Linked DNA regions of Mus musculus: all the other regions are linked to region 1. The links are chromatin contacts, called in public HiChIP or PLAC-seq, Micro-C and promoter capture Hi-C maps. All regions are on one chromosome and are shown on one strand. The core of a region is the stretch at or near the end of the contact, and the rest is flanking DNA. Distances in the headings are between cores, read along the strand shown.

Region 1 (4,227 bases), core at 964-3,463:
TGCAAGATTGATGTACTATCCATATGCACTTTTCCGGAGATGGGAGTTTGGGGGGAGGGGGACCCTTCGCAACCTAGGACAGATCCTGGCAACTCCTGGGCTTCCTTCGGGAACAGCTCCCCCCACCCCCACCCCCATCTCGGCCAATGTTTGCGACCCTACACTTAGGTCTGCCACCGCTGCCCTTAGGGAAGTGGCTGTGACTGATGCGCCTGAAGTGGTTTCGTTTTGATTCCCTTCCCTCCTCTCCGCGGCTAGGAAGACCGTGAAAGAACAAAGTGGGGGCGGAAAGCCGGTGTCTTAACAAAATAGCTGTGCCGCTGAGCCTTAGTCGGAGGACGGGGTAAGGCAACCATGACCATGCCTTGACAAACTCTGACCCTTGCAAGAGTGGGAAGGACCAGGAGGCCCTGACTTGTTTACTAAATGCAAAGAAACGTGATTTGTAGCTATTGCTGCAACCAAAGTGTCAAAGAAACGAATTTGCATTCATAAGAGGTTTGTTTTCCAAATGCTGAGTAATGAAGGGTACAAGGACCGGGAGGTGAGTAGCTAGGGCCTTTGGATAAATTGCAGAGGATGGGGAAGATTGAGGTCCCGCCCTAGGCTCTGCACACCGCCAGGTGTGGGCGACCAAAGCCTATCAGGCCTGCAGCTCCAAACTTTAGAAAGGAAGCGAGTGCTGCAAAAGTTCACTTTATATTGTCTCACTTCCTTCTTTTAGCAAGCACACACATAGCAAACTTGGAAGGCACGTTCTAAGCTTTAGAATCTAAAGTTTCTCCTTTAAAAAAAAGAAAGAAAGAAAGAAAAGAAATAGAAATAGAGAGAGCGAAAGCAAGCGGGCCTAAATCTGGAAAGGTTTCTCAACTCTAGGCAAATCTATTTCCTCCCCCATCTGACTCTTGGAAAAGCTCTACCAGGTTTGGACCCACCCTTATACCTAACTTCCAAGCCCCTCACAGTAGGTAGGTGCCCGTGCTGAGGCGTGGTGGTGGTCCGAACTTGGGGCGGGGGAGTGGGATGGGGGGAGTTCTTCTAGACTGTTTACCCCTCTCCAGTTGCTGGGAAAGTCCGATGCGTTTCCTGTTCTCATCCGAGCTCAGCCTGTTTTCCTGAATCAGTGATCTGGTAGCTAACTTATTATGTTCTGATCCTGAAAAGTAAAACTGCGTTCTGAAATCAATTACTTAGGAAAGGGACTAGAAGCTACAGAAGTTAATCACGCTTAGACTAACCACTTAGTTTGCCTTAATTGTAAGGCCTTCCTTTGGTGTTTATCGCACTTTTTGTTTACACTGAGCCCTCCGCCTAGGCTTTAGGCCAGCAGGGCGCTCAGTTTCACTTCGGGGTTTGGAGGGGCCTATCACTTCGTCCTCGGGGTTTAAAGGCAACTTGTAATGGTTTGCCCCAATCACTCCTGTAACCAAAGAGTAAGTCCTCAAGAACCGCGTTCCCTTGTCAAGGAGTCGGATGCGCAAATGCCTGGGGCTTTAAGCAGCTGGGAAAGCGAGAAGGAAGCTAGCGTGAAGCTAGCTGCACCTGCGGATCCAGAGCGTCCGCCCCGCGCTTCCCGCGCCCAGCGCTTTTGCCTGGGAGCTGCTGCGAGCCACCCCCGCACCCCTCACGCCCGTTGGCCGGGGGAGCGAGGCCTAGCAAGCGGACGCCTGCGGGAGCCGCCGCACGTAGGGGGCACAGGGACTTGTCCAGGCCGTGGGCTCCAAAGCGAGGCCCAAACGCGCGCGCTCTCTGCAAGTAGGGCGGTGGCGCTCCCAGAGACGGAGGGAGGTAGAGACGCCCGAGCGAGCGAGCGAACGGCACGCTCGGGGCCACTCCGCGCGCAAGGCTCGGGTCCGGGAGAAATTCCCCCCCCCCACCCCCCGTCGAGTGGTCAGAGTGCGGGTCCCCAGGTCGTGCACACCACCCGGGCCGGCGACCCCAGCCAGGAGCAGGGGAGCGCCGCAGGGCGGAGGCCGCTGCCACGGAACCAGGCGGGCGGCGCACAGCCCCGGGGAGCTGGTTTTCCCGAGAGGGCACGTGACGGGGTTGGCAGCGCTCGGGCCCGGGCGGGGGGAGGGGGAAGTGGCGAGCAGGAGGCCCGGGGGCGGGCGGCTGGCGCGCTGTGTACTTAGGTCGTGTGCTGGGGCTTTTCTCTCCTGGGAGCGGGCCGAGGGGCGGGGGAGGGGCCACCGCTCCGCCTTCTTCTTTTCGCAATGTTGACGCAATCTATAAATAGTGGAACAAAAGGACCAACTTCCTCGGAGCTTTGCTGAAACTGCACAAAAAATCGAGCTGGGGGGTTCCCTGGTCCCCGATGTTGGGGCGGAGAGCGCGGCGCCGAGGGAGGGGGCGGCGCAGACCGGCCTAGGGGACACCTGGTCGAGCGCAGCCGCCGCTCCGCTCGAGCCCTGCGCTCCAGTGCCCCCACTGGCTGGAGAGCTCGCCCAGACCGGGGGTCTTCCTCCGTCGCTGACAGGTCAGTGCGCACCGCCCCTTTCGACTCTAGGCTGCTTTTCTCCCTCCTCCAGCCTCCACTTTTAGAAGGGAACCGGGGCGGGGGCGGGGGGCGGTAAGGAAATAGAACGAGGAGCAGCAGCGACAGAAGGAAAAAAAAAAAAAAAAAGCAAAGCTGTAACCCCGGCGTGCACGGAGCGAAGAGAGTGAGGGGCTCCAGGAGGAGATCTGCGCGTGGCCCCCACGGGAGACGGAGCTGGCAGAGCAGGCGGGCCGCAGGGTGAGAGGAGGGGGCTCCCCGGAGGCCGTGCGCGTCTCTCGGTCCCCTTTGAACGCAGACCTGCAGAGTCCGCCTGGTCCACGGTGGGAGGAATGAGTGGAGAATTGTCGCCGCCGCCACTGCACCCCCGAGGCCCACGCACCCTGAGCGCCTAAATTTGGGGACAGGGTGGGAGGGGGGCACCCTGCGCTCAGGGAGCAAGGACCTGAACTCAGGAGCCCGCTGCTTCGCCGTTGGGGAGGGCGGAGCTGGCGCTGTTGACAGCGGTGAGGGAGCAGGGAGGGCGAAAGTTGGGGAGAGGAGGCGGGAGAGGTGGGAGTCTAGTTGAAAAGGGGGGGGAGGGAGCGCGCGCGCGGGATTCTGAGGGGCGTGGATCACGTGATGGGCAACCACCCCCGCTACAGGCTGGCGGTAGGGTGACGTCACCACCCTGCCTGCAGGGGGTGGCACTTCCGTTTTCTCCCCCCCCCCACCCCCCCCAGGGCTGCTGCTCCCAAGCTTCTGCACCCTCCTGAGGGTGGGCAATAGTCTGAGGTCATCAGGTGCTTTGGCAACAACCGGGAGTTAGGCAATGAGGGCTAGGTCTGAAGCTCAAGCCGGGCCGCCCCTCGACGCGCCCCATTGTGTGAGCAGTGGGCGAGGGCGGTGCCGGGTGCCGGGCCCCCCGCGGCTCCCAGCTCCAAAAGGGCGGGGAGGACTCTGTTCCGTCAAGGCGGAGTCTGGCCACTAGCTGGTTCCTGAGTCCAGACTTCGAGATCCCAGCGACTAGGGTCTTACTCGCCTGACTAGCCCTCTGGGCGCCTGGTGGTTAGGAGCCAGTTCTATGGCTCTGGTCCGTGGCCCAGCTTGATGGGTGTGTGGTCAATCTGTCACCACTGGAGCGACTCAATTCCAGCAGTCCTTAAGAGCTATTTTGAGTAAACTCTGGGTTTTGGTGACTCAGCTCGGTGAGCGGCGCTATTTATAGGTAGATGAGTTAAGAGCGGGGAAATACGCTTCGATAGGATCGGTCCGCCCTATTATAGCAAAGATCTCTACTAAGAAGCAACAATTTAAAGTCTTAGGAAAGAAAAATACTTGGTTCTTAGAATCTGTGTTGTAAGGAGAAGACTTAGAACAGTGAAAGTGGAACATTTCCCGGAGTAAATGGAGAATTTGGGGACTGTCATGACCATTAACTGGCTTTTCGGTGTAGGTTACTGACTCTCCTAGACACCTGCAACATAGAATGCCCATATTAGAATGATAAAAGGGGAAACTAAATGCTGGCAAAGTCCCTGCACTATATTCTGTAACAGGAAGGGATGTGTGATATTTATCTAGTGTCAAAAGTCTGGTCTGGTGGGAATTTTATGTTTATCACCCAATTTCTTCCAAGAAAGTACAACAAAAACGTGTGCTTTTCTTCCCTAGTGTGTAAATGTGCCACTAGTACGTTATTGCTTGTTGGGGTGTTATGATTTTAATTTTCACATTCCCACATTCCTTCAGCC
Region 2 (4,227 bases), core at 461-2,960, 870 kb before region 1:
TGGCATAATAAGAGTTCTTTGAACAATGTCCTGTTACAGCAACACTCTTTAATGACAAGTAGGAACTAGAAGCACGGGTGTCCCCATATTAACTAGCTCATCCCAAGTGTCCTGGTAGTCATACTAGTCTGGCTTTTAGGGTGAAGACACCCCTCAAAGACAGCGCTACTTCCTCTTCTCCAAGGCAAGACCCTTGGGCAAACATCTGCTTTAGGTAAGCCCTTCAAGTTGAAAATTAGTGGGACAGTGACTGCTTCATGCCAACTATAACACAGCAGGCAATATTTGCTTTGTTTCTTCTATTCATGGTTCAACTAACCATGGGGGAGGGGAGAAGAGCCAAAGATGGTCAACTAAAGTTGATACATAATGGCAGTGTGAGTTAGTGAAAGAATCCTTGTCTATTGTACTTAGGTTGGAACTCCAGCACCAAAATATCAGGAAATAAACTAAGTTGACAACTGTACACCAACAGAATTGAAGCAAAAGCAATGGTGGGCAGGGGTGGGGACATCAAATCAAGTTACTCCTCTGTCACGGTTACCATGGTTGGGTAACAAGAGAAAGCCTGCTGTGTAGGGAAGAATGACAGTCCAGATTTAGGGTTGGGCTGGTGGAGAAGGCTGCAAGGAGGGGTGGGGTTGGGAGGCAGGACGAGCTTGAGGGACGCTTTCGTGGGTTAGGTCAGAACATAGGTCCATTCTGGAACTGGCCTCCCTCCCTGTTCTCAGTAGATTGCCAAATCCTAATATTAGTTTGAAACCTCTCCACCTTCCAGGAATTCCGAGGTCTTCTGTAGCCTGGGTAGCCCCTGACCTCTAGCAGGACTTCTCTAGATAGGAAAAGACACACGTTCCTACTGGGGTAGCACTTGTATCCTGGCTGTGGTGCTGACTGTGCACAGGAAAATCCTCTAGATATGGGCTGGGTGGAGACCATCACGGGACATTGGTTTCTGAAAATGCATTCCGTCTTTTGTCCTACTCAGGAAAACTGCTGTTGGGAGAGGACTAATTAGCCTCCAAAGGTTGGAGCTAATTACTGAGTCCATTGAAGCACACAAGACCCCATCACAGCATCCTGTGGGTACTCCAGGCTGGCGGGGTGGAGAGGCCGCTCAGCAGCACAGTATAAGTGAGATATGAAGTCCTCCTAGCCGGCTTCGGAGTCTTTTTCCTGTGCTGGTGTCCCACCCTCTCCACCTGCTTTCCTCCTCAGCAGCCTGGGGCTCCAAAGCTATCAGAGTTGCCTGGCTGGAACAAGTGCAGGCGCATCTCTAGGTGAAGGGGGATAGTGGCTGAACCTGGCACCGTGGGGCCACAGGGCTGCGAGGAACGACGCTGAACCTCGGGTCCCATCACCTAGCAGCCCGGGGTGGGGTTCTTCTCGCCCCTTCCCACCCTGACCCAGGCAACCACAGACCATGCCGCTGGCTCGCAGATACTGCACCCCAACCCCAGGACTGCCTCCCCAGCTCGGGCTCCCGAGCGCAAGTACTGAGCTCCCGCCCCGCCCGGCTGGGCTCAGCTCACCCTCCGGTCTCGGCGCCAGAGTCCACGCAGTCCTCTTCCTCACCGCCCGCCTTCGGGTTCATGGCGCGCGTGCCGTCCGCGCTCCCTCGGCCCCGGGGACCCTCCGAGAGCCTCGTCTCCGGCCTCCGCAACAACCCGGCCCCGCGAGGAAGCCGCTCGCCGCGCCCTCTCGCGGCCGCGCCCTCCCCGCCCTCCGCTCGGCGCTGCGCGGGCGCGCCGGGTGCCACCAGGCGAGGATCCGAGCGGGTGCACGGGATGCGCGCGTGTGCACGAGCGCGAGCGTGAGTGCGGGAGGTGCCGGGGGATGGACTCTCTCCATGAGCGAGGAGTGCAGTGGGCGTGGAGTGCAGTGGGCGTGCAGTATTTATCTTGCAACCCGCCTGGTGCATGCCAGCGCTGTGCGTTCTATAGTGACTGGTGCGGGCCCCATGTATGGAGTCTAGTAGCAAAGCTGCCCTCCCCTGGGTCCACAGTAAAGAGTCTGGAGTCCCCGGGCTTGCCCAGAGATTTTTTTCAGCCCCATTCTGCGAGCAGTACTGGGAAACACCCACCAGCGCAACCAGGGCAGAGTGTGATATCGCCATTTGAGGACCAGTTAAAACACGTGGGTGTTTCTCAGAACTGCAGACGTTGAATTCATTATCGCCTTGCTCACTGACCCAACTTGCTAGAGAATGTATTCTTTTGTTATCTATCTTAAAATAACACGAAGAGTCCTGGGTGTGCTTCCATTCAAAGGGGTCTGGCAGCAAGAGGGTGATGGACATTGACGTTGTTAAACCCAGCCATCCCTTAGGATGGGTTAATAATTGAAGTAGCAGGAAGTCATTTTTCCACTCTAGCCAGTGAGGCAACTTGGGAGCGGCGGCGGTGGTGGGGTAAGAACAACTTAGACTTAATTCTGGTGGTGTTGTCATTAGAAGCAGTGGAAGGCACTTAAGTGTATGTCGTATTCGCTTTTGTAGGGTAGTGCTGAAGACGCAACCTTGAGCATGTTCTGCCAACCAGCTATGACCCTGTCATCTTTTCTTTTCAGACAAGTTATTTAACCTCCTGGAGCCTTAATTTTTTCGCATATTGGGCTACTGCTATCTTCTCTGTCTGTTGTGAGTTACAAGAGATCACGTCTGTGATCGTCCCTGAACCTCCATTTTGAGTTACAAGAGATCATGTCTGTAAAACAGTTTGCGTGTGAGTTCTGCTACATGCCAAGTACTGGTTACGGGAGCTGTCAGTGTCCCAGGTGAAGGCTAGCTACCTGCATGCCCTCTCAACTGGCACAGCGGTGTCACTTCTGTGTGACAAGCTGTGAAGAACAATCCTCTTCCTTCCTTCCTTCCTTCCTTCCTTCCTTCCTTCCTTCCTTCCTTCCTTCCTTCCTTCCCTCCCTCCCTCCCTCCCTCCCTCCCTCCCTCCCTCTCTCTCTCTCTCTCCCTCTCTCTCTCCTGCTCTTCCCACTTTACATATTTGTCATTGCTTTCGGACTCTAATTTTAAACACATTACACAAAAGAGAAGGGCAGTAGACAAAAGCAGAGTAGAAATGCAGTATCGATCAGGAAAAAAAAATATCGGTAAGTGTGCCTATGCCAAATCTGAATAGCCTTCCCTAAACCTTAAATTCTTTCCCCCAAACAAGCAAAAATGGATGTGTTATATTCAGTTTGGTGCTCATTAGCTTAAACAAAGGAATAGTTCTTTAAGGAAGATTTAAGCCGATTTACCGTGTTGTGGTTTTGAATCTAAAAACGTCATCTGAAGCTTGGTGGGCAGCTGGTAGGCTTTTTGGGAAGTTGATTGGATCAGAAAGGTGCTACCCTCATCAATGGATCAATCCCTGGATGAATTCATAGTTAATTGGACTATTAGACAGTGTGTGCATGTGTGTGGCATGTGTAGCTGGAGGAAGTAGGTCACTGGGGACTTATCCTGTCCCCGCTGGGTAGAACCTCTGCCCTAACACACCCTGTGTGGCATGAGGCCAAAAGCCTTGGAGGTGAGCAGCCACGAACTGAAAATTCTCAACCTGTGAGCGAATCACCTGTTAAGTCTTTCCTCTATTCCCCCCCCCCCCAATAAAGAATCAAAATGCATCTGCTAACATTAAACAGAACCTCAGAGGCGCCAAACACATTGATCTCACTTTAAGGAATGTTGGTTTAATTTGGCCGAGGGAAAGAAAGCCCACAGTTGAATTTTCCACGTGTGCCTCATGTCTTCTGTGTGTTTGTAGTTTGTGGTGGCCGGCCAGCCTGTCTCTTGTGTGTCTGTGCCTGACACTTATGATTTGTGCCTGTCCCTAACAAAGGTTTTTGCTCTGTGCTTACTGAGCAGCACCTAGAGCTTGGCATTGGGAAAGGGATGAAGGATGTCAGACATCTTTAACAGCATTTTACCAGGAAAGAAGTCATCTTATTGACCCAGAAAAGCAAACAGCACAAAAGCAAGCACGTTATCAGACGATATCCATGGGTTGCTTCCAACATTTGTGTGAGATGTTTGCCACATAAGGTTGGTTTCAGATCATATTAGTTGGGTTTCTCTTATGGAACAGAGCAGATGGAATGAATATATGTATTTGAAAGAGGATTCATTAAGGTGGCTTGAGGGAGTTAGCTGTGTCCTCACAGAAAGGTGGAAAATCCAGTAGGTATTGAGTCCATGAGACTGTGTCTCAGAGTCTCAGCCTGATTCTA
Region 3 (4,227 bases), core at 677-3,176, 730 kb before region 1:
ACTGGAGAGTATTCAACCTCAAGGAAAGTGGGTTTTTTTGAGAGTGGTCCCAGACAAATGACAGCCACCAAAGCCACGCTGAGCCAGTAGCTTCTGAGTTTATTGTCTCACATCCAAGAAGAAGGAAACAAAGAGGTCCTGAGATGTGGGAGGAGTTTCAAGAGTGGAATATTGATTGACACGCTGTTTATCTAGTAGATTTGGAGAACTGGATAGACGCTAAGATCATTTTTGGAACTGGTCATTTTTTAATGCATCATAGTCTGAACCATTAAAAAGTCCACAAACCCCCTGCATACTCACTTGGCCCAAGTTGGGAATTACTCAATGATCTAGGGGAGGGTTATGTGTGCTGTGTGATCAGTTCATGGTCCACTAAGAGCCATGCACTTTCTGTCTAGGGAGAGGCATCTCCTGTGGCGAGAGGACGCTCATTTTGTGTGTGAACATCTTCCCTCTGCCAAATGTTCCTTGTCATACTTAACTAGCCCACGCCTGTGCATCTTTAGTTGCTACAAATCTTTTGCTGCTGTAAAGGAAGGCTGAGGAAAGCATCCTTCCAACTGCTTTCTCCACATTTCCTAGTTAACCCTGGGACATAGTCTCAGAGCAACACATAGGAAAGCATGAGCATCTAAGGATTCCCTGGAGATCTTGAAAAAAAAATATCTAGCTGCCTTTTGTAGAAAGACGGAGTTGATGAGTACACCTGAGAGCTCCAGGTTCTTGATTAGAAGTGACCTTGTAAGCACACACACTATCCGTTCAGCCACCATCATGCTTCCGTATATAAAGATGGGCTCAGCAGCAGCAGCAGGAGGGCTTGTTCATCTCCAGTCCTGTGACCAGGTACCTGTGCTTCATCTCCTTCCCTCTGCAGTCTCTTCAGGGAACACTCCTTAGGAAGAAGGAGAGGTATTTAAGCATCCCTGTTTGCCCTGGGGAGAAATCTCACTCAGCTGTTGTGAGGGCATCAGTCCTGCTTGGAAAAGGTAGGTGTGCTGTTCTGCTGGCTTCAACTCTTAGATCAGGACAACTGCCTGCTTTGCAGGGGAGGAGCCCCATACACAAATAGGGCAAAGCTTCCTGCAATTTCAAAGCCCCTGATTCCCGCAGAGCTTGGCTTTGGCATCTGTGGTCTTAACTTTAAATATCAGCTTCCAACTTGCCACAAATCAGCTCTTTTGTTTGTGCTGGGTGACATGGAGACACTGTCATCTCTGTAATCAGGAAAGCCACTAGCTTGGACTCAGTCCCAGATCCTGACTGTGGTGAAGAGACTGGGCACAGACATACTAGCCACAGTGAATTCTGCATTGCTTCTGGACCCAGACCTTGACTGGGATGTGTTTCTGGACTGGAAATCAGTGGCTAACCACAGCTAGCCAGCAGTACAAGGGACAGAGGGCAAGAACCAAGAAAGTGCATTTCTGTCTCTGTGACATGAGACAATGCAATCCCTTCCAGCTTTCCATTTACAAAGTAAAGGTGGTAAGGTCATCACAGCAGGTCTTTGGGCACTGAGCTGACCTGCCAGCCAGCACCTAACTCAAGTCTGAATCAGAGCTCTGACCCCAGTGGAGGAAGGGAGCTAGATGCTCCTTGTCATGGCCTGGTAGGTCAAATGACAGGCATCTGGGTGAAGGTCTGCAGGGCTCAAAGAGCTGCATTCTGAGTCCTTCAAGCTGTAGCAAACACAACTGACATCCTTTGTCTAGGAGATTTTCATATCAAAAAGGTTCCATTGAGAATCTGCAACCCCTGCCAAATGGGACTGTTGGTTAAATTTTCACGTGCCACCCTAAACTGTCAGTCTATAAAGCTCCATGGCAAATGTCCCTGATGCTGGGCCCGACACACACTCGCTCCTCTTCTGGCTCATTGTCCGCTTGTCACCGTCTCAATGCCAGCTCTGTTTTCATGGTGAGACAGACTCAATTGGCCCAGAAACTAACTCTTCAGCAGCAGGCAGAAACTTGGCAGGGGGCAGGAGGGCTTCTCAACCTGGTCGCAAATTTTCTGTTTGTTTTAATTTGGACAATAATTGCAGTGGCCATCTGGAGAAGCTGAGGGAGCCTGTGCTAAAGAGTGGGAATCACACTCAGCCTGTGACACACTTAAGATTCTAACCCTGTCTGAGCAGCTCTGTGAGGGCCGCTCATTAGGGCTTTCTTTCTCTGTGTCCAGGGCCCCTTGGGGACACCTTCCAGCCTGTCTTTCCTGAGAGACTGTGGATTGAAGAGGAGGTGTTCTGCAATGCTTTTCCTTTCCACGTTGTCTTTGACGAAGCAGTAAGAGACCCTTTCACTCAGAAGCTTGGGATAGGGCGTAAATCAGGGTTGGAGAGTCCAGTTCACCACCATTACAGCTGTAAGGTCTTAGATCCCTGAGTTCACAGGGCTCAAGAGACTAGACTCTGCCCTGGAGGGTCTCCTGACGTTCCTTTATGTTATAGGCTCGTCTGGAATTCATGATCTTCTTAAGGTAAACATAGCAAGGGAGTTGAACCAGCGAACAAATGGGAAAGCTTATGATCAGAAAGAAAAGCTGGAGGAAGACTTTAAAATTCACTCCAGAAAGACACACCAAGACTGCAGCCTATACCCATGGTCGTAAAAGTGACCTGCCACCCCCTGTGACTGCAGCAGACCCGCAATCCCATCCTGCTTCATTTCCTGCGTCTTAGTAGAGCGTTATGCTGTGTTCTGGGGGGTGGGGAGGGTGGGAGTGGGGTGGAGGTGGCTGTGAGAATGAGCATTTAAATTTGATTGCTATCAGTTTCCCAGGATAAAAATATCTTTCTTTTTCTTGAGCTTGCATGTGACAGCTCACATCCGTAATCCTAGCACTCAGGAGGCTGAGGCAAGAGTTAAGTTCACAATCAGCATGGGCTACGTAGCGAGTGACAAAGCAAACCATATGTAGATATAGATGATGTAGACACAGGAACTGAGCTGACTTTAAAAATTTTTTTACCTAAAGGGCATGTAGGCAAAAATGAATTTAGTCAAAAGTGCCAGGTCAGCCACTATGAATATCTCTAGTGTTTATTGGAACTCATCTGCATGCCACTGCCAGCTGACTACAGCATGAACACTAACGACGACATGCACTTACCTAAGGACAGTATCTTCCCTCAGAGAAGTGATGGTATTACAGCGGTAAATACACACCCCTAGGCAGAATTATAAGTCAATGAATGCCAGCAATTCTTCAGAGCCACAAGGTTACTATTACTTGTGCCATTAATGTTCTCAATCCAACCTGCTCTAAATGGTCCCCTTTCAACTTTTGGGTACAGAATAACAGAAACGGAATGATACACGAGGTTTGTTTTGTAGCTTGCCTGAGTTCTTATGGTTTGTAAAGGCCCTGAAGCACTATGCTGGTATTAGACATGTGATGTCAATGTCCCCATTCCACACTTCTTTTGGGCATTCTCTAGAGGAGCAGAGAAACATTGTCCTGGGAGAGAGAGAGAGCATAGAATGAAGATCTACTGGCCTTGTTGACTATACTTCTGATCACCTCAACCTATTTCATGCCTCTTCCAACGTTAGCTGCAGATCTGACTGCAGCTGACATTAAATTACAGTCCTGGTGTGTTTATTCCATTACTGGCCCTCCTTCATCTCAGTGACTCACCAAGCAGGGCCAAGATGTCATATCTAAGGGAAAGCTAAGGGTAGAAGTCGCTTCTTGTTCTCCAGACTGACACGTGTCCTCTGTGGATAGCTAAGGGTCAAGCAAGCTGGAGTGAATATTCAGAAGTATGTCCCTGGAATCTTGACCCAGAAGTTTGGTCTAGATGAGTATTTCTCCATCGTCCACCCTCAAGTTACTTTCAACATCTCCAGCATCTGCAAGTTCATTAACAGTCAGTTTATCTTGAAGACACGAAGAGAGATGATGCCCGAAGCATGGAAGAGCCAGCCGACACTCAAACTCCGGGGTAAGAGCTCATTCCTTCTCTTTCTCCCTGTTAGGTCAGCCAGAATGGGAAGACAGCTTTTCAACTTCCCTCAAGCCAGGGAAGGGACTATATTGAGAACAAGTGGGGCTTTCTCCCCCCTGATATTTATACTTGGCCCGACCAGTAAATAACATTTTATATTTTTAAACATTTCTGGTTTAGACATAAATGGATTAAATAATAAATGTATAGATACATGTAAGCATATTATATTGAAACATATATGCATTCAAACAGTATATGATATGACCAAT
Region 4 (4,227 bases), core at 985-3,484, 710 kb before region 1:
ATTCCATGAAGTTAAGATGACAACAGTGCTCATGGTAGCAGTGGTTGGTAACACTATGTATGCATCAACTGCGCACCAGGCACTGGCCCTGCATGCAGATGTTGCTTGCACCCTAATTACTAGAGATAACCCTGTTTGACAGCCCATCTAGATTCATCTTGATGGACCAGGAAATGGGAGCACGGCAGAGTTAACAGTCTGAGTCCGTACTGCTGGGAAACAGCCTGACTCTTGGTTACACCAGAGAGAGAGAGAGAGAGAGGGAGAGAGAGGGAGAGAGAAGGAGAGAGAGAGAAAGAGAGAGAGGGCAGTTTGGAGGAGTGGACCCAGGAGACATACAGAGTCACGTTGGAATCCCCACTCTATGTTGGAAGTGCCATCAAGTCAACAATGTTAGGGATAATCAGATAACCTGCCTTTTGGGGCATTTAAAAACTGATCCTAAGCCGGGCGTGGTGGCGCATGCCTTTAATCCTAGCACTTGGGAGGCAGAGGCAGGCAGATTTCTGAGTTCGAGGCCAGCCTGGTCTACAGAGTGAGTTCCAGGACAGCCAGGGCTACACAGAGAAACCCTGTCTCGAAAAACAAAACAAAACAAAACAAACAAACAAACAAACAAACAAAAACCTGATCCTAAGTGTGGCATCTCCCTGTTTAAGTGAGGGGAAGGAAAGACAGCAGAATTCATAGCTCATTGCTGTCTCCATCTACTTTCCTTTGAAACTCTCTAGCCATGTCTTGAGTGAAAGCCCTAGCTAGAACGACCACTCTGAGGACGTGGCATTACCTGGGAGACCAAGACCAAATTGGTCATTTGGTGGGAAGCCTTTTCAGTTAAGTTTGGAAGGAGAAACACCAGAGCCCGGGATCTTGGATTATTTTGTTGCAAGCTTGTTTGGCTGGGGTCACAGTACAATATGCTACTTCATTGAACATTATATTTAGAACTGTCAGAATTGTGCGACAGGTACCATAGTCCAGGCCAAAAACAAGGACAATTTTTGTTCCACATTTATTTTGATTTAAATAATCATTTCCAGCTGTAAAAGAAAGACAATCCTGTGATAGGTACCACCCTGCAGCTGACATTTATTCTATTAAACACTGCTACAGACAATCTCCTGGTATTCGGAAGTGTTTGTTACTTTTCTATTGCTATGTTACTTATGCTACTTCTGTTACTTCTATGAGGCAACTCATAGAAGGAAGGTTTTATTTGTGCTTACAGTTCCAGAGAGCTCAGAGTCCATCACAGTGGGGAAGGTTGACCATTCTCATCCAAACCACCACACTTGGGAAGTTTGGCGAGCTGCTAAAGTGCTTGCTCACAGGGCCTCTAAAACCTCAAAATGCACCTTCACTTGTTCTGGAATCTTCTGTGAATTGAGGCCCTTGGACCCAAGTTAGATGTATTAACTCCTACTGGATCGATTAGCTCATAGAACATCTATGCCCTGGCACACACCATCTGGTGGTCTGTCTCATGGCCAGCAGCAGACCTGGGCTGCCACTCAAATACGAGGCTTGCTCATGAGCAGTGAACACTTGGCTTGGTGGTGACTGTCGGTAGAGCCCTTTTCAGAGTAGAGCATTCCAGGGAACTGCCCTCTACAACTACAGCTTTGCAGGCTCAGTTTACCCCATAACCCTGCCTTGCTCCTGCCCCTCCCCCTCCCTTGCCTCTGCCCCACCTAGCTTCTTCCATTTCAGGGCACCTGGCCCAGGCACGGTCTATCCAGATGGTGGCAGATGGCTGGTCCTCAGACCAATGACTGGCAGACTCATTGGCGTCTAGCCATGGAGGGAGGCGACAGTTTCTAAATAAGTTGAGAAGAGGCCACTGCTTTCTTTACCTTGGGAGCACAGACCTCAAGCCCAAGCTTGTAAAAGCCAGGACCCCAAGGTCCTGAATACCATGGCAATCCTGGATGCTGGAGGCAATGCTTCTGGGCGCTGAGGAGGAGGGGTGTCTACAGCTTTCTCTTTCAGTGGCTCTCTTCTTCCTTAGCTGATGCTTCCCGACACTTCCCTCAGTCTTGGTATCTTAGCCCTCTCCTAGGCTAAGACTTTTTCATTCATCACAGATGCCTGGCTTCCCCGCCCCCCCACCCCCCAATCCCTTCTTAGTCTTTCTTTCACTTTCAAGTTTTCATTGGCTCACAGTTGTGTGAGAAAGAAAGAGTGAGTGATTCACTGGGTTGCCTGGCTGAGGGGTGAGATCACTGCTGCCCCTGCAGAGAGTGGGTGCTGTGTGCTAGCCTGGAGACTGAAGAAAGCAAGCGGAGGACCGCTCTCCCCAGAAGACCATCTGGCTGAGACAGCCGAATGCTAATCTGTAGCTTTCATTTCCTTTATTCCTCTTGGTTTGTTCTCTTCATCTGCAGCTGTACATTCAGACCCAGCCCCTGTGAAGGCAAGCGCTCATTTGGGGAGCATGTTTATTTGCCCCCCCACCCCCCATGCTTCTTCTAGGTGTCGGGAAGCCATTGTTATCAATGGTGGGTTCTATGTGGCTTTAATGTCAGTGCTGCACTTTCAGATGGAAATCAGGCAATTATGTGCCACATAGAGAAACCTGACAGATGCAGAGGTTTTACACAGCTGGCCCTGTCTGTGGGACAAAGGCACCTGGTGCTCCCCCGAGGGATCATTACATAAGTAGAATATGTTTTGAGAGCACAGAAAAACTCAAGAATAATTAACTGTGGGGTGAGCATTCATAGACTCTGGGGCTGTGTTAACTTCAAAATGTGATAATGATATGTCAACCAACTGGCTGAATCATTCTTTAAAGGTGGCTTGAGAGACTCTGTCTCCCAAAGAGAAACTGCTCTGAGTTTCTGCATGGTGCAGTCCGAAAATTTTCAGAGGATTCTGAATTCTTTCCCCTCAGGGGTTCAACTTGATGTGAGGTGAGGAGGAAATGACAGCAGTTCCATGTCTGCATTCAGTGGGGTCTAATGATGGCACTCTCTTAGATCTTAGTGGCCTATCTAAGCCATCAGCATCTACCCAGGAACTTGGGTTCACATATATAGCAGGACCATTGTGGTACCCAGCTGAAGTCCTTTGAGCATTACACAGGTATGGTTTTTAGCCACACTGCGCAGACAGGAAACTGAGGTACAGACCTAGGACTTGGCCTTCAGACCCACCCTACCCCAACTCTGATCTTAGCTCTCAGCCATTGGCTAGAGCCGTCTCTGTGTTGGAAGCAGAGACTGTACTCCTGACACAGCAGCTCCAGTCAGATATGTGCTGTCAAGAACAGAACAGGAGAGACCTAAAGAAAAGTTACAGTGTGATTTTTCACTGGAGACGTCCAGCTATTAAAAGAGACTGAAACATGAAGTCCCAGCTTTAAGTGTTCCAGCATACATTTATAGTTTACCACAGGCTACGGTGTCCCCAGGTCTAGTCAGGGCTCCTGTTGGCTGTGGAGCAAATACTTAGAGGTTTTTTGACCCTTTGACTCCAGCAGACCCTGGAGTCTCCCCCAGATCCCTGAGCTGTGGTTTTAGATTATGCACAGCTGTGGCAGTTTAGAACAGAAAAATATAGGGGATTCTGTAACTCTCAGAAAAAATGATTCTAAAAATACAATATTTGTATTTATCCTTTGAGAATTTCATACATGTATAAAATATGTCTTGGTCATATTCACCCCCCACTCTATCCCAAAAGTAATTTTTAAACTCAGCATATGATAAACAAATTAAGCAGGTTTACGCAGGGCTCTTACTCCCTTTGCAAAGCTACAAATGCCAATTTTGAAAGACTGTGAAGCCCTGTTTTAGAGACATTGTATAAATCTACCAAAACTGGACACATTAGGAACAAAACAGATTTGCAAGTGGTAAATAAACAGTATGCAGTCATAATCTCCCCGTCCTCATGTGTTTTCCTCTGTGCTAAGTAGAGAGACAGTGGAGGCCATTCAGAGCCTCACCATTGTCAGTGTCATTAGTGATGGGAAGCTGGACACTGCACGTGTACCTTTCCCATCTCGACTGAATGTGCCCATCTCAAGGCATTATTGTACGATGCCAGCATCACCTGTTTTAAAATATTCTTAGTGTCTTACTAGGCCTCAGGGATGATGCCCCTATATACTATAACTTGTTGGGCTCTCATTTGGGCAGGTATGTTGGTAAGACTTTATGGGTGTGGCTTCTTATGTTACTAGGAAACACAGTCTCACAGAAAACTCCCTGTTCCTCTGGCTCT
Region 5 (4,227 bases), core at 783-3,282, 670 kb before region 1:
CCTCCGAGAGCCATCAGATGAGGCTTCCAAATTAGACAGAAATAAAGGAAAAGGCAGCTGAGACATAAGTAAAAAGAAGACACAGGCAGGCTAAGACAGGCCAGACAGACAAGCTGTCATAGCCTGGCTGTTAGGAGTGAGCCATGCAGACATTCTCAGGTGCAGTTTCTCTTAACATCACTAATGGCAGGGGAAGGCGTATCTGATGAAGACAGTCTGATTAGGGAGCCAGGCTTAGGAGTAGATTCACTGTCTGCCCAGGTCCTGCTCTGCATCTCTGCTTCTGAGACTGAACTCCTAGAGACAGACAGTGTGACTGATCGATTTTCTCTGGTTTTCAAGGTGAATCCTGTCATTTCTTTCACAGTACACGTGATAACTTGCTATATTTTTCCATTAGGCTAGAAGGCCAGAAATGCCTGACTGAAATGCTCTTCCATCTAGCCCAGGCTCCCCAGTGTTGCATTCTTTAGGTTTCTATTTTAAAGTTTTGTTTCCCATGATCAACCAGTATTTTTATACTTCGCTGTTTTAAATAATACTGACATGAATGGCACTATAGTCTCGATAGAAGTTTCATTATTGTTATTATATTTTTATTTTCTTTGCTACATGTCCACAAAAGAGCAAAACAAGAAATATGTTTTAAATATAAAGTTAATAAGAGTTGGTGTGAAAGGCTGTGCTTAAAAAGAACAAGTCAAATTTAAAAGTGGGAACAAAATTTTAATAACTAAATTAGACACGACGCCATCTAAATGTAGGGAAGAAACATTAGGCACCCAAGTGTTACACATCCAGGACTTAAGAAGAAAAGGCACAGGGGCTCTGGATGGCAACGTTTCTGCTTCACTCTGCATCTGTCACCTTGAATTTAGTAGCTCCTAGAAGGCCAGACTGAGGAGCACTGAAACCGGGTCTTGCTCTTAACAGGAGATGAGGAGGCAGTGCCCTGTACTAAGCTGAGGTGCGCGTCTCCCTGTTAGTTTCCCCTAGAGAACATCCGCCTTGTGCACAAGCTGACTCCTCCCTCAGCTTCCTGGCAATAGTCTCTGTGGCTCAGAGGCATGAGTGGTAATAGCCTCACTACCGTGTGTGGATCCCAGTGTACTGACCGTCATGGCAGCTCTCAGGTAAGAGCAAAGGGAGGAGCAGAAAGTGTACAGATCAAAGCAGGAAGAAGGCGAGCTTTGTGACTGTCAGTGTTTATAACAAAGTCGGTTAGCCTATAAAATAAATTTTAAGAATTCGGTTTAAAGACCAAATACAATGAACCAGAAGCGTTTACTGTATAAGTAAATATGAAAGTCCAAGAAATAGATAGTTCTATCTAAGCAGTTCAACCAATACTCATTAAAGTTGTGAACTCAAAGATTTTAAGCTGACTGAGCTGATTTTTAAGAACTTGAGTGCTCCCAGTTCTCCTTTAAGAGAACTCCAAGCTCAAATCTATATTCATAGTAATTCTAAAAGGCTACCTGCATTCCCATGAGGTTGGCATGATGCTGGTAACCGAAATGATGTTTAGCAAGATGGGGCTCCTTAGCTGGTGGTGTTGAGGCAGGGACACCAAAGCACCCCAGCTTTTACCATATTCTTACAGCTTTTAAATTGCCAGTTTCACTTAAGATATCCTGGCTTTGGGGGATGGTGGGAGCTAGAAAGACGGCTCAGAGGTCAAGGACATTTGATGATCTTGCAGAGGATCTGGATTCAGCTCCCAGAACCATCTGGGAGCTAACAGTTGCCCGTAGCTCCAGTTCCCAGAGCAGTGATGCTCTCTTCTGGCATCCATGGGTACCAGGCACACATACATATAAAAGATATCTTCTTAAACATGCACAAACCAAAACCAAAACCAAAACCAAAACCAAAACCAAAACCAAAACCAAAACCAAAGCCAAAACCAAAACCAAAACCAAAACCAACCAACTAAACAAGTAAAAAACCTGATATCCCTGCTCAGGTACTAAAAGCAATGGATTTTATTCAAATCTGGAGCCTGAATGCAGTGTCTTCAGGGCTCCCTGTGAGGGAAGTGCACTCACCCAGTTTCTGCTGTTGTACACCTCTGGGCACAGACACCATCACGGAAAGCCTGAGACTGAGCGCTGAGAGAAAGGAGTGCTTTTGCTCTGGGTCCTCACGTCCCAACCACACACACCTAAGCTCCCCATTAGTCGGCATTTATTAGGCAGAACCCAGTTTACCTATTTCTCAGACACTCACCCACGGGGGAAATCTTCCCTTCCTAGCTGAATTCTTAACATTCACAGCTAAGCACTTAGTGCTAGGTTTTCATTGCTATGCATGGCTACCACTGTGGTACAGAGTGGCAAGCTAGGCCACTGAAGTCACAGTAACTTGATCAGACTTGATCACCATCAAGGTGCTGCTTCTCCAGGGAGGGAAGGGCACTCCGACCCTCATTGCTACATGTGGGGCACCTGTTCTAACAACTGAAGTGCACCTTGAAAAAGAGAAGCAGTGTCTCTGTGCTCCCCTTCAGACACCCGCCATGGGAAGCTCACCTCTTTGCCAGCCTTTAGGAGATAGTGAAGGAGCAGGAACAATGGATCCATGGGTGTGGCAAAGTGGAGAAGGCCCCCTGCAGGAGAGAAGGAACAAAGAGAAGTTGTATGCCTTACAAGGACCGCTTGGTCACCTTACCCATCAGAGTGAACTGAATGTGGTGAACCCCCACATTCAGAAATGTGACATCTGCCCCCGTGGCAGCACGTGTAGCAGCTTGTGTTTTCCATCAGCAAACTCAGGAAATACCTTGGTTTAAATGCTCTCATTTCCTACAGTTAGATTGCCTTCCTCAGTCTAGACGCACCATGAGCTTTTACTTTAAATGGCTTCAAATCCCGAGGGAAGAGAGTTAAAACGACTTTTCATTTCACCATTGGAATCATTTCCTATAGGTCTCACTGGAGAGAGTAGAAGTGTGGGGGAGCACAGAGAATGGTGAGCCAGAGAGCTCAGGAGGCCAGGTCAAGCATCCTGTAAAACTGCAGACCCACTGCCTCCCGTGCAGGAGGGTGGAGCCCTGGGAAAACCCAGCACGCTCTGGAGCTTCTACTGTGGCTCCTGGTTGTGGACTGTGGGTGACAAGCAAGGCTCCCTGTGCTGTCCACACTCCAGATGACACCCTGCCTGAGAAGACAGAGTGAAGAGCAAGCAGTGCTCCCCAGGCCAAGTGAGAACTCTGCCTCTTCCTCTCCTAGCCCCAGAGCCCCCCTTCCCACACACTTGAGGAATGGTGTGGTCATCAATGCAGCTCTAAGCAGTTCTCTTGCCTCTCCCCAACCTTTTATTCTTGGTTTCAGGAAAGACACACATTTATCTTTAATATCTAACAAAGCAACCCAGTTTCTGATTTGAATAACAACCTCCTGGTCACCGGGACTAACAGAATGAAATCAAACTGCTCTTTAAAAGTCAAAGAGTGGTCTGCGAGCCAGACTGTCCAGGCTCTATCACTGCTCCCCTCCACTTTCCAGTCTCCATCTGATGCTCTGCAGCTATCAGCCAAGGCCAGCTAAGCATGCCAGAGCAGAAGCCGGAGCTCTCATGTACCACCTGAGTAGGCACAGCTACAGCAGAGGGGACAGTGTACTTCCCACCCCCAGAGCTATAGAGACACTACATGCATTTCCAAAAAGAAATTAGGTTTATTCTCTCTTTAAATTATGCATGTGTGTGTCTATGTGTGTGTGTATGCATGTGCACTTGAATCCAGGCACCCATAGAGGTCCCAGAGGGCAGCATGAGATCCCTTGGAGGGGGAGGGACCATGGGGTCTTCCCCACCCCCTCTGGTTCCTGGTCATGAAGTAAGTGGTTTTGCCACATGGTGCCACCATGAATTCATAACACAAAACCAACTGGCACAACGAACTGTAGACTAAAACCTCCAAATTGAACCACAGAACAACTTCTCTTCTGACGAATGGACGGTCTAAAGTATGTGTTTATTAAACAACAGTGACAGGAAATCAGGAGAAACCATCTGTTTAAAAAGTTGTTATATTCTAGTATGTTTTAAAAATTGTATCAGTTTAAATAATATGTTAATATGTTAAATAATATGTTGAAAATTCCTCTAAAGGCAGTGTTTCCAATCAGCCCAGCCTGTGCTCAATGGCACACATGCCGTCTAGCTCCTGCAGAGATGTGTTGGTGTTTCAGGAGATAAATCAGAATTGTCAGTTTAACACATGAC
Region 6 (4,227 bases), core at 515-3,014, 640 kb after region 1:
TCTCACATTGCAGGAAGTTCAGTTGAGCACAGTGCAAACAAGCCGTCACTCTTCCTTGGAGACCAGCCTTTAGCCACCCTCTGCATCTGGGGACAGCTGGGGCTCTAACATCAGGGTTGATTCATTTCCCACATGGATAGTTCTTGTCTCAGAAAAGACCAACTCAAGTGCATAGGGCTAAGGCATTTGAGCAACCAGTGTTGCTTTGTGAGATTCACGTAGAGCTGGTTTGACTGGCGTGTTCCTTGAAGCTGTAGCTTCCAGATGCCTTCTGGAAGCTTCTAGAAACATAAGCATCTGAATTCAATCCTTGCCCATTTCCCATGGGTGGTAAACTGTAGAGACCTGTAAGCAACTTGCTCACCCAGAGATAAGAGCACCTAGCAGTTTCCATTGGCTCTGGAACAGCAAACTTGATGAAGGCTCTGGGCATGGACCCTAGACCATGGAACATCTGGGTTACCTCAGAGAAAAGTCAGCCTTCTTGGAAATAGTTTGCCCCTGATTTCATGAGTCCTTGGAGCTCAGGAGCTCTGTAGGTACAGGTGTCTTGGGATAGTATGCAAAAGCATGCCTGCTCATTTGAAGGATGTGAGGCTGGGTACATTGTTCAATTGGTGGAGTGCTTGTTTAATATGCATGAAGCCCTAAGTTCAGAAACCATAATCACATAAACTGAATGTAGCAGTGGATGTCTGTAATTCCAGCCTTTAGGAGGATCAAGAGTTCAAAGCTGTCTTTGAATAAACAGCACTTTTGAGGCCAGCTCATGACACTGGAGACCCTGTCTCGAAAAGGAAAAAGAAAACAAACAAGTACAAAGTAAGCCCCATGTGTCTCAGGGACATTTCAGAGATGGAGGGCATGAACAGGCCCTGGGGTTCAGCCTCCACCTCCCACTGGGGAAAAATACTGGAAACCAAATAGATCTATTTAAGTGTTACAATGAACTCACAAACCAAGTATTTTGCCATCAAGATTTACACAGGAATCAAAGACAGCTGGAGATAGACAGGGCATAAACTATTTTTAAATATCACACCAGGAAAAATGAGATGCAACTGATAAGAGAAGGAAGTCACAGGAAGGAAGTGGGTTCCTCTAAGGGTGCTGCAGATGATATTTTTCAGTGCCCTTCTGCAAACAGATGCAGTTCCATCATATAATGGAAATCTTTTCTCTCTCCCAGAATAAACAGCTCCATGTTCAAAAACATGCCACATTCCGACCACAGTGCTTTACCAGCCTCGTGGGTATTCTAAACAACGGACACTAAGTTCCGTTTTACAGTACAGAAAATAAGGTGGCGATTTCTCAGCTGGATCCAAACTGTGATTTGTGCTTTGCCTGGGACAGAAGCTGTGGAGTGATTGCAAGCAAATGCTTTCCTCTAAGTCACCTTTCTGTGACTTTTAGGAGTCGCTAGAGGTATCCATGATTGCAACTCAGAAGGAAGGCATCCTTTGTTGTTGTTGTTTTATTAGGACCCCAAATTTAGATTAACAAGCTTCTGACCCAGGTGTCCAGTGAGCTAGTGGCGGTATCTCTGTAAGTTGTAGTATCCACTCCTTCACTCAATGAAAGCCATACTTGACTGGCGCCACCTGTAATACTTTCACCAGGAAAAGACATTTTACTAATTCTTAAAGACTTGTCGCAGTATGTGTGTGTTGGGGTGGGGAGCCGCGCGCGTGGGGTTGGGGGTGGGGAATCAAGCTTTTTAAAACGTTTGCCTGTGACCCTGGCGGTGTAAGGCAGGTGTTCGGAGAAACGGCCTAATTAAACACTGCTGTGCCGCTCTGCTGCGTTTCGGACTACCCTGCTCTGGTAGGGACTTCGTGCTTTTTGTCACAGGCAGCGGCTTGATGCTGTCTACTGGAACCTGCAACGATCCAGGACCTTACAGGCCCGGAGCACAGAGGCCCAGAGCAGTCCTGGTGTGTCCCTCCCAGCCAAGAGACACACTGCAGGGCTGTCGCGGGCGAGGCACAGACCAACGCGACTAGAAATCAGGCTGACTGGCTTCTCCCGGCCAGCCCCACGGCACGGCATGATGTCATGGGAGCTGCCACTCAGCGAGATGAAAGGGATGCGGCGCAGCAGCGCTGGCACTAGGCAGCCCAGCTGGGGCACCGCGAGAGAGAGCTGCAGATCCAGCCGCTCAGCCCAGGCTGGGGAAGCCTGCTCTCCAGAGCTGGGGCAGAACAACGTGGCCCACGTTTAACAAAAGAACCAGACGGTAGCGAACTTTCTAGATCTGCGCGCGTAGCGAGTAAACTCAGCCTTGCCTTTGATGCGCAGCAACTGATCGGCGATCAGATTACAGGCACTCCATCTCCTAGTTCGCCTGCCTTTGATCTGCGCGGGTAATCCATTTTCCTGGATTTGAAGTTTGTCTGGGCTTGCGCCCACACACATTTTTGGGAAGGTAAAAGCGTTTGGCGCGGAAGTGCTACCAAGCTGCGGAAAGCGTGAGTCTGGAGCACAGCACTGGCGAGTAGCAGGTAGGCGTTCGTGTGTGGTTGGAACTTTCACTGCGTTTTCCTCGCATGTTCAAAGGGGGAAAAATGGCTATCAGCTCCCAGCAAGCATGCCTGAAGCCAAGTCCAGCACCAGGCTGCGTGCACGTGAAACTGAATTTGATTCTTGATGCAATTGTTTCGCGGTTTGCACAAGAGTTTGATATCTGTCATGCAAATCTTACTTGGAAGTGAGTAGTTCCAACAGGACAAAAACAGAGCCTCGCTAATGTTTGTTGCCAGCAGGGTTTCAGACGCTGGAAGCTGGGCTGGAAAACCTCCTCTTACTTTATTTAGAAACGGTGGGATTCTGTTAACACCCCCTCACTCCCACCCCACCTTCCTTTCTCTTCCCCTATCTCCCCCCACCCTACGGAGCAAAACTCCTCTCTAGCAATCCTAGCAATATTACTACTTTATTCTCCGGCCTCCGGGAGATGTGAATCTATCGCACATGTGTCCTTGCCATTCGCATTCCCAAGGGAATCTCTGCAAAGGCATTTAGGACTGAAGCCTTTCAAGTGTAAAGCGGAGGAACTCGGAAACAGGGAGCGCCAAGCTGCGTTAGGTTTGGCTAAAAATACCCAAGCCAGGCTCTGTAACCTCTGAAAATAGGAGAAGCTTTGTTTACAGAAACACTCCCGAGGTTAATATTCTTAAATTAACATTTACTCTAAATATATAGTGACAGCTGTTGTGAGTTACAATTTGCCAACTGTTTACCAAAACTATCTGGCAATCAACAGTTATTATGTTACATGAAGTATTTTAGCCACATTTTCACTTCAATTAGTGCCCTACAAAACCAAATTATACTGGGCACCCAGCTTGCCAGTTAACTGCTACTTGTGAATTCATAACTTCTACACACACACACACACACACACACACACACACACACACACGCACGCACGCACACATACACATACACACATGCATACACACAGACACAAACACACACAGAAACACACAAATACAGAGACACACACAAATACAGAGACACACAGAGACACACAAGCACACATACACACAGACACACAAAAACACAGATATACAAATACAGAGATATACACCGACACACACATGAAGACATACACTTAGATGCACACAAACACACACACATAGACAAACATACAGACACAAACACACACAGACAGACACACACACAAACACACACACAAACACACTCAAAGACATGCATACACACAGACACAGATACACACACACACACACACACACACACATCTTTACACTGAACTTCAGACACTCAGGACAATAGGACTTAGAGCTCTGTACCTACATTGGCCCATCCTAATATTCTGGCCCTGGGTTTACTTGGTAAAATACTTTATTATTGTCACAGTGGTCTGTTTTATGTTAGGTGTGCAACAAGGAAATGTAAATGATAAGAATAGTTGCTCTGCATTCTGAAATACTGATGAAAGGTCTTGAAACTCCTGTTTCATTTGTGATTATTTTTTTTTCTCATCTAACTAATTAAGTTACTTTCACAACTTTCCTCTGATAATCGGAGCCACTTTGCATATTTGGATTAATTTCAAAGCCTGAATAGCTACAAAGCAGAGGCTATTTAGAATCATGGTAAAGTGACTGTGTTTAAAAGTGAATCAGTAGGAACGGTGCCCAGATCTAACTTGTGTTCAGTTATGCCAGAAGGATGTTTCTGTTTTGGGGGTGGGGGTGGGGT
Region 7 (4,227 bases), core at 577-3,076, 610 kb before region 1:
ACCCCAAACACAAATGTGACCCATGGCAGACGGATAAAGCATTACTTTGCTGGAAGAGCCCCCAGGTCATCTTTCAAGAGGCAGAGTCACCCCTCACGCCCTGGGGTTCTGGTCTTCATCTCATACATTTCTTGAAGTTCAGCTGTCTGTGGATCTCTAGATCAGTGTGGTATGTTGAAGAGGCAGGGCTCCAGTCCTCTGTCTAGTGATTCCTGGCCTGTTGACTGGGATTCTGTTTGTCAGGAGAGTTTTGCAGTCAGCTTTTTAAGAGCAGAGGGGTTAGTTCATGAAGCTCTGAGACAGGCATGCTTTCTGAAAACAAAGCTATTCCTGCTTCATCCTTTCTGCACCAAAATGTGCATCAACATCTGAAGATGTAAAAAGTAAATACACAATTGGAAGAATTTCTGTATTTCTGCATATGAACTTAAGTAACTTTATGGCAAGATAAATGAATCAGTATTAAGCTGCTTCTCTCCAAAGTCATTTTCTCTGTGGCTTCACAGACTAGCATTTTTACCTGGATATAATTTGCATGTACACGCTTGTTTTGCTTACGAAAACTTCTTTATTGATTCAGATTGGTTTTCAGAGGGGAAGAAAACACTGAGAATCCTAAGAACCACTGCTGGGGAGTCGGGAGGATTACTCAGGGTCAACTCCCCTAGTCAACAAGGGCCCCCATAGCCCTTACTGATCACCTTTCTGTACTGACAAGACCACCCCAGTGGCATTTCCATCCAGAGAGCTTCCAGAACTGACCCCACAAGACACACCCTCCATCTGCCTGCCCCTCTAGTTTCCCCATGAGTCCTCTCTCCTGGCGCTGTGCCCTTGTCTCTGCTGTGCTGCATCACTGGATTCTCCAAGTTTTCCTTGCAAAAAGTAAGCAGAAAAAGATACTGTCTGTGATAGCTCTCCTCACTATTCCCTTCAAATGCCTTCAAAAGCAAGCAAGCAAACAACACAAAACCTACCAAACAAAACAAAACCCACCGATAGCTGCCCTTTAGAAAGATTAAAATCATCCATTCTTTCCCTCTACTTAAAGGAGACAGCCATGTTTGATGTAATTAAAAATAGGTATTTGTGCAGCTCTCCTGAGGTTCCTGCTCCATCAAAGGATTGACTTTGGACCTTGCTACCAGAGGCCTTCCACACAAAACGGTCAAGCTCCTCATCTGAGCAGTGCCAGGCTTGGGTTTCATGACAACTCAACCTTGATGTCATTTCTGCATCTGGGATATCAGTACCCGTAGGGAACTAAGCAACCAGGGCTGAACTTTGGAGATACTTTGGTAGTCCATATATTTTGTTTGGGGATTTGCAAGGCCTTGAAAGCTATTTCAAGGTGTTTCTGAAAATGCTCTCAGGGAAATGAGAAGAGCCCACCACTGTCCTTTGTGAGATTGGTTGGAGCTCTGGGCATGCTTAATGACTTGCTGAGGTTTTAACACTACAGACCCATGGGCCTTCACTGCCTTAAGCCGTTCTTTGCTGGCATCCTTCATGGAGGAAGGGGGCGGGGTATCTGGGGATAGATACATCCGCACAAAGCAGCGTTTCCCCACCAAAGCCCTGAGAGGCGGAAGAACCAGAGCTCAGCATCTGGCTCAGGTTCAAGCGCTCACCGAGCAGGCTCCAGGCAGCTTTGGGTCATTTTGAGCCCATTCTGCCTGGCAGTGAATGCAGGGGCAAGTGCGGGTCACCACCTGCGGGCCGGGGGCGGGGCGGGCCACACACGCTGAGGGAAAAGCATAGAGTTAGAAAAAATGTGACCCCGCGACCCCGAACGCCGCCAGGCTCCTTTGCCTGCGCTCCACCTGCTCGTCAGCGCCCAGCTGCTAGCCGGCTATGGCCAGCCCTGCGCCCTTAGTGGCTTCCATCAGCCACCAAATGGTGGCTCTGCAGACCCTGCAGCTACTACAGCAGGAGTGGGGCTGGGGCGACGGTCCTAGCGCCCCAGGGAGCCCGCGCGGCCCGGACCACGTGCCCATCGCCCAGGCTCGTCGCCCAGGCCAGCTGCGGACCCGGAGGGGGCTGGGACGCGGGAGCATCGGAGCGCGGGGATCCCCCGAGGCAGGCGGGCTGCGGGGCGCAGAGGGGGGCGCCGAGCTGCTGCCTTTCCCCCGGGACCGCGGGCCCTGTACCTTGGCGCGGATGGCGATGCGCAGCGCTCTGGCTCGGGTGGTGGACTCGACCTCGGAGCTGGTCAGCGTAGAGCAGACTCTGCTTGGGCCTCTCCAGCAGGAGCGGCCCTTCCCTGTCCACCTGAAGGTGAGTCTCCCTGCCTTCCTCTCTGGGTTGCAGTGCCTGGATGAAGTGAATTGGGCCACTGGAGTCCAAGCAGGGTGTGGTCAACCTGCTGTGAGCGGAGAAGTGGATGGGGCAAAGGAAGAAGCGCACTGAGGACTGAGCATGTGGGACAGAGAACTTGAGAACTAATTACCTGGGGTCTGCCAAACCGTGGAACTAGACCTGGACCTCTGTGTGTGTGTGTGTGTGTGTGTGTGTGTGTGTGTGTGTGTGAGTGCGCGCGGGGGGGAGGAGGGGGGCTCGGGGGGAGGGGCAGAAGTCTGTGCATCAAGTGTGGTGTGGAGGGGAAAACCTTGTCAAGACCCACCTGTCACAGGAGTCATTTTTCTACCTGTGGAAATCAGCTTCTCCTCCAACCTTACGGTCTTCCTTTAAAGCGTTGAATACATCCCAAGTCCCCGGCTTCATGTATTATGACAACATCGTGTACTTTTAAAGTTGCTTCACACCTGTGAATCACAATTCTTTTGCATGACTCCAGTTCTCCACAGAGCACAGAGACCCAACAGAATCAACTCAAATCCTCATAAAGTGGGCTGGGGGCAGGTGGTCCCAGATGTTGACAACCTTGCTAATAGTACCAGACTCCTGCTGGACCAGCCAGCTTGTATGTATGCGGCAGAACTGGGAAGAGACCTGAGGTAGGTTAGGAGGCTAGGGTTTTGGGGTCCAGTCTTGACCTTGCCATTAACTAATGTAATAATTGACTGTGCTAGTTAGATTTTATTGACTTGATACAGCTAGAGTCATCAAAGAAGAGAAAACTTTAATTTTTAAAAAAATGCTGGCATCAGATTGCCTGTAGACCAGTCTGTGGGGCATTTTCTTGATTAATGATTGATATGAGAGAATAGAGGAGGGACCCTGCAAACCACTGGGCAGTGCCACTCCTGGGCAGCTGGTCCTGGGCTGTATAAGAAAGCTAGCTGAACAAAGCCATAGGGAACAAGCCAGTGACCATGGCTCCTCCATGCCACCTGCTCCAGTTCCTGCCTCCAGTTCCTGCCCTGACTTCTTCATGAAGAGCTAGCTACAAACTGTAAATGGAAATAAGCCCTTTTCTCCTCAAGTTACTTTTGGTCACTGGGCTTATCACAGCAATAGAAATCAAACTAGGTCACTGTATTAGGGCCATACTCTTTGAGACCTTTTGGCTCTCAAGTTGTGGCCAGGAACGCCGTCTCTCATCCTTGTACTTGGGAGTCTGGAGGAGGTGGGGTGTTGAGAGGAGAGTTTGCTGCATTCCTTAAGGGTTGGTATTGTTCTTACTTCACAAGCCAGAGTTGTTGCATCATATTGTGTGAAAAATTCAAATCAAATGTCACCAAGCAATGTCTGAGGCGTCTCTCTTCTTTTTTCCCTCCCTTGAAACTATTTAAAATCTGCCAATGTATGACATTATTGGTTGTGAGTTACATACTAATTTCATTGATTTTAAGATAGGAAAAGAATATGTATCTGATAAAATTTCAAGTACTGGGTAATATTAGAAACATGTTAGAAATATATGTGTGTATTGGTTGCTTTGGGATCACTAAGACCCAAAGCCTCACAGAAGCAGAGGAGAAGTTGATTTTGGTCTAGCTTTCATGTCTTTTACTCTCTCATGGCACTGGGGAGAGAGTCTAGGGCCCCAGTCATGCCAGGCAAAGCACTCCCCGACAGAACTATTTCCCCAGTGACAGATATATTTTTGACTAGCAGTTGCAAAGAGATTTTAGTCCATCCCCTGGGGGAGGGCATGGTGGCACTGCTCCTTGGTGGTCAGCCATCATGGAGACTAGGAAGCAGGGAAGGACATGGGCGAATGAGGGCTAGGCCTGGCCTTTAATCTTCAAAGGACCTCCTCCAACAGACAGGCCCACCCTCTAAAAGCCATACAGCCCCATAGAGCCTTTTGCTGGAGAACAT

The links. Promoter capture Hi-C pulls out the DNA fragments that hold promoters and counts their contacts. Hi-C and Micro-C count contacts between places; a contact is called where the count stands out from the background. HiChIP or PLAC-seq counts read pairs in DNA pulled down with a chosen protein or histone mark.
Region 2: a contact with region 1 is called in a Micro-C map of embryonic stem cells, with 3 times the contacts expected there. The contact joins the promoter of Fam124a here to the promoter of Dleu2 in region 1. A contact is called at or near these places in 3 of 39 promoter capture datasets (embryonic stem cells, hippocampal neurons and stem cell-derived epiblast-like cells), 5 of 484 Hi-C or Micro-C datasets (embryonic stem cells and muscle stem cells), 2 of 115 datasets of contacts at active chromatin or transcription factors (astrocytes and extraembryonic endoderm stem cells) and 1 of 9 other capture datasets (embryonic stem cells).
Region 3: an H3K4me3 HiChIP or PLAC-seq map of embryonic forebrain shows a contact between it and region 1, with 5 times the contacts expected there. The contact joins the enhancer-like site here to the promoter of Dleu2 in region 1. A contact is called at or near these places in 14 of 115 datasets of contacts at active chromatin or transcription factors (SST interneurons, astrocytes, bone marrow-derived macrophages and 10 more).
Region 4: a contact with region 1 is called in an H3K4me3 HiChIP or PLAC-seq map of embryonic basal ganglia, with 5 times the contacts expected there. The contact joins the enhancer-like site here to the promoter of Dleu2 in region 1. A contact is called at or near these places in 10 of 115 datasets of contacts at active chromatin or transcription factors (SST interneurons, bone marrow-derived macrophages, craniofacial prominence and 7 more) and 1 of 9 other capture datasets (embryonic stem cells).
Region 5: a contact with region 1 is called in an H3K4me3 HiChIP or PLAC-seq map of embryonic stem cells, with 9 read pairs. The contact joins the enhancer-like site here to the promoter of Dleu2 in region 1. A contact is called at or near these places in 3 of 484 Hi-C or Micro-C datasets (B cells, the G1E-ER4 cell line and Th1 cells), 23 of 115 datasets of contacts at active chromatin or transcription factors (the SCID.adh cell line, SST interneurons, T-cell acute lymphoblastic leukemia and 15 more) and 1 of 9 other capture datasets (embryonic stem cells).
Region 6: a promoter capture Hi-C map of pre-B cells shows a contact between it and region 1, with 8 times the contacts expected there. The contact joins the promoter of Tnfrsf19 here to the promoter of Dleu2 in region 1. A contact is called at or near these places in 2 of 39 promoter capture datasets (the C10 cell line and pre-B cells).
Region 7: a promoter capture Hi-C map of hippocampal neurons shows a contact between it and region 1, with 8 times the contacts expected there. The contact joins the promoter of Dleu7 here to the promoter of Dleu2 in region 1. A contact is called at or near these places in 3 of 39 promoter capture datasets (the C10 cell line, hippocampal neurons and pre-B cells), 16 of 115 datasets of contacts at active chromatin or transcription factors (astrocytes, bone marrow-derived macrophages, craniofacial prominence and 13 more) and 1 of 9 other capture datasets (embryonic stem cells).

Annotation. Positions count from the first base shown.
Region 1 is chr14:61,680,359-61,684,585 of GRCm38.p6, reverse strand. Dleu2 (deleted in lymphocytic leukemia, 2) reads left to right here and starts at 2,213. Exons shown (of 7, transcript NR_028264.1): 1 at 2,213-2,476.
Region 2 is chr14:62,553,220-62,557,446 of GRCm38.p6, reverse strand. It overlaps Fam124a (family with sequence similarity 124, member A), which reads right to left and starts at 1,710. Exons shown (of 4, transcript NM_001243857.1): 1 at 1,533-1,710. The coding sequence starts at 1,594.
Region 3 is chr14:62,413,965-62,418,191 of GRCm38.p6, reverse strand. It overlaps Gucy1b2 (guanylate cyclase 1, soluble, beta 2), which reads left to right. Exons shown (of 17, transcript NM_172810.3): 8 at 881-992; 9 at 2,188-2,291; 10 at 3,736-3,952. Among named protein-coding and RNA genes, the nearest start is that of Gm35468, 24 kb to the left of the region's middle. Within about 2 kb of position 1,926, at least 57 of the 459 cell types and tissues checked have an H3K27ac peak or open chromatin away from gene starts, as enhancers often do. A contact at or near this core is called in astrocytes, embryonic basal ganglia, embryonic forebrain and 4 more, where this site is marked.
Region 4 is chr14:62,387,643-62,391,869 of GRCm38.p6, reverse strand. The region is part of intron 2 of Gm46457 (a long non-coding RNA gene); the gene reads right to left. It also overlaps a transcript of Gucy1b2 not described here. Among named protein-coding and RNA genes, the nearest start is that of Gm46457, 11 kb to the right of the region's middle. Within about 2 kb of position 2,234, at least 91 of the 459 cell types and tissues checked have an H3K27ac peak or open chromatin away from gene starts, as enhancers often do. A contact at or near this core is called in SST interneurons, embryonic basal ganglia, embryonic forebrain and 2 more, where this site is marked.
Region 5 is chr14:62,348,781-62,353,007 of GRCm38.p6, reverse strand. Rnaseh2b (ribonuclease H2, subunit B) reads right to left here. Exons shown (of 11, transcript NM_026001.3): 4 at 2,532-2,608. Among named protein-coding and RNA genes, the nearest start is that of Rnaseh2b, 19 kb to the right of the region's middle. Within about 2 kb of position 2,032, at least 10 of the 459 cell types and tissues checked have an H3K27ac peak or open chromatin away from gene starts, as enhancers often do. A contact at or near this core is called in embryonic stem cells, where this site is marked.
Region 6 is chr14:61,044,392-61,048,618 of GRCm38.p6, reverse strand. Tnfrsf19 (tumor necrosis factor receptor superfamily, member 19) reads left to right here and starts at 1,764. Exons shown (of 10, transcript NM_013869.5): 1 at 1,764-2,504. The region is part of intron 2 of Gm41167 (a long non-coding RNA gene); the gene reads right to left.
Region 7 is chr14:62,290,578-62,294,804 of GRCm38.p6, reverse strand. It overlaps Dleu7 (deleted in lymphocytic leukemia, 7), which reads left to right and starts at 1,826. Exons shown (of 2, transcript NM_173419.2): 1 at 1,826-2,277. The coding sequence starts at 1,855.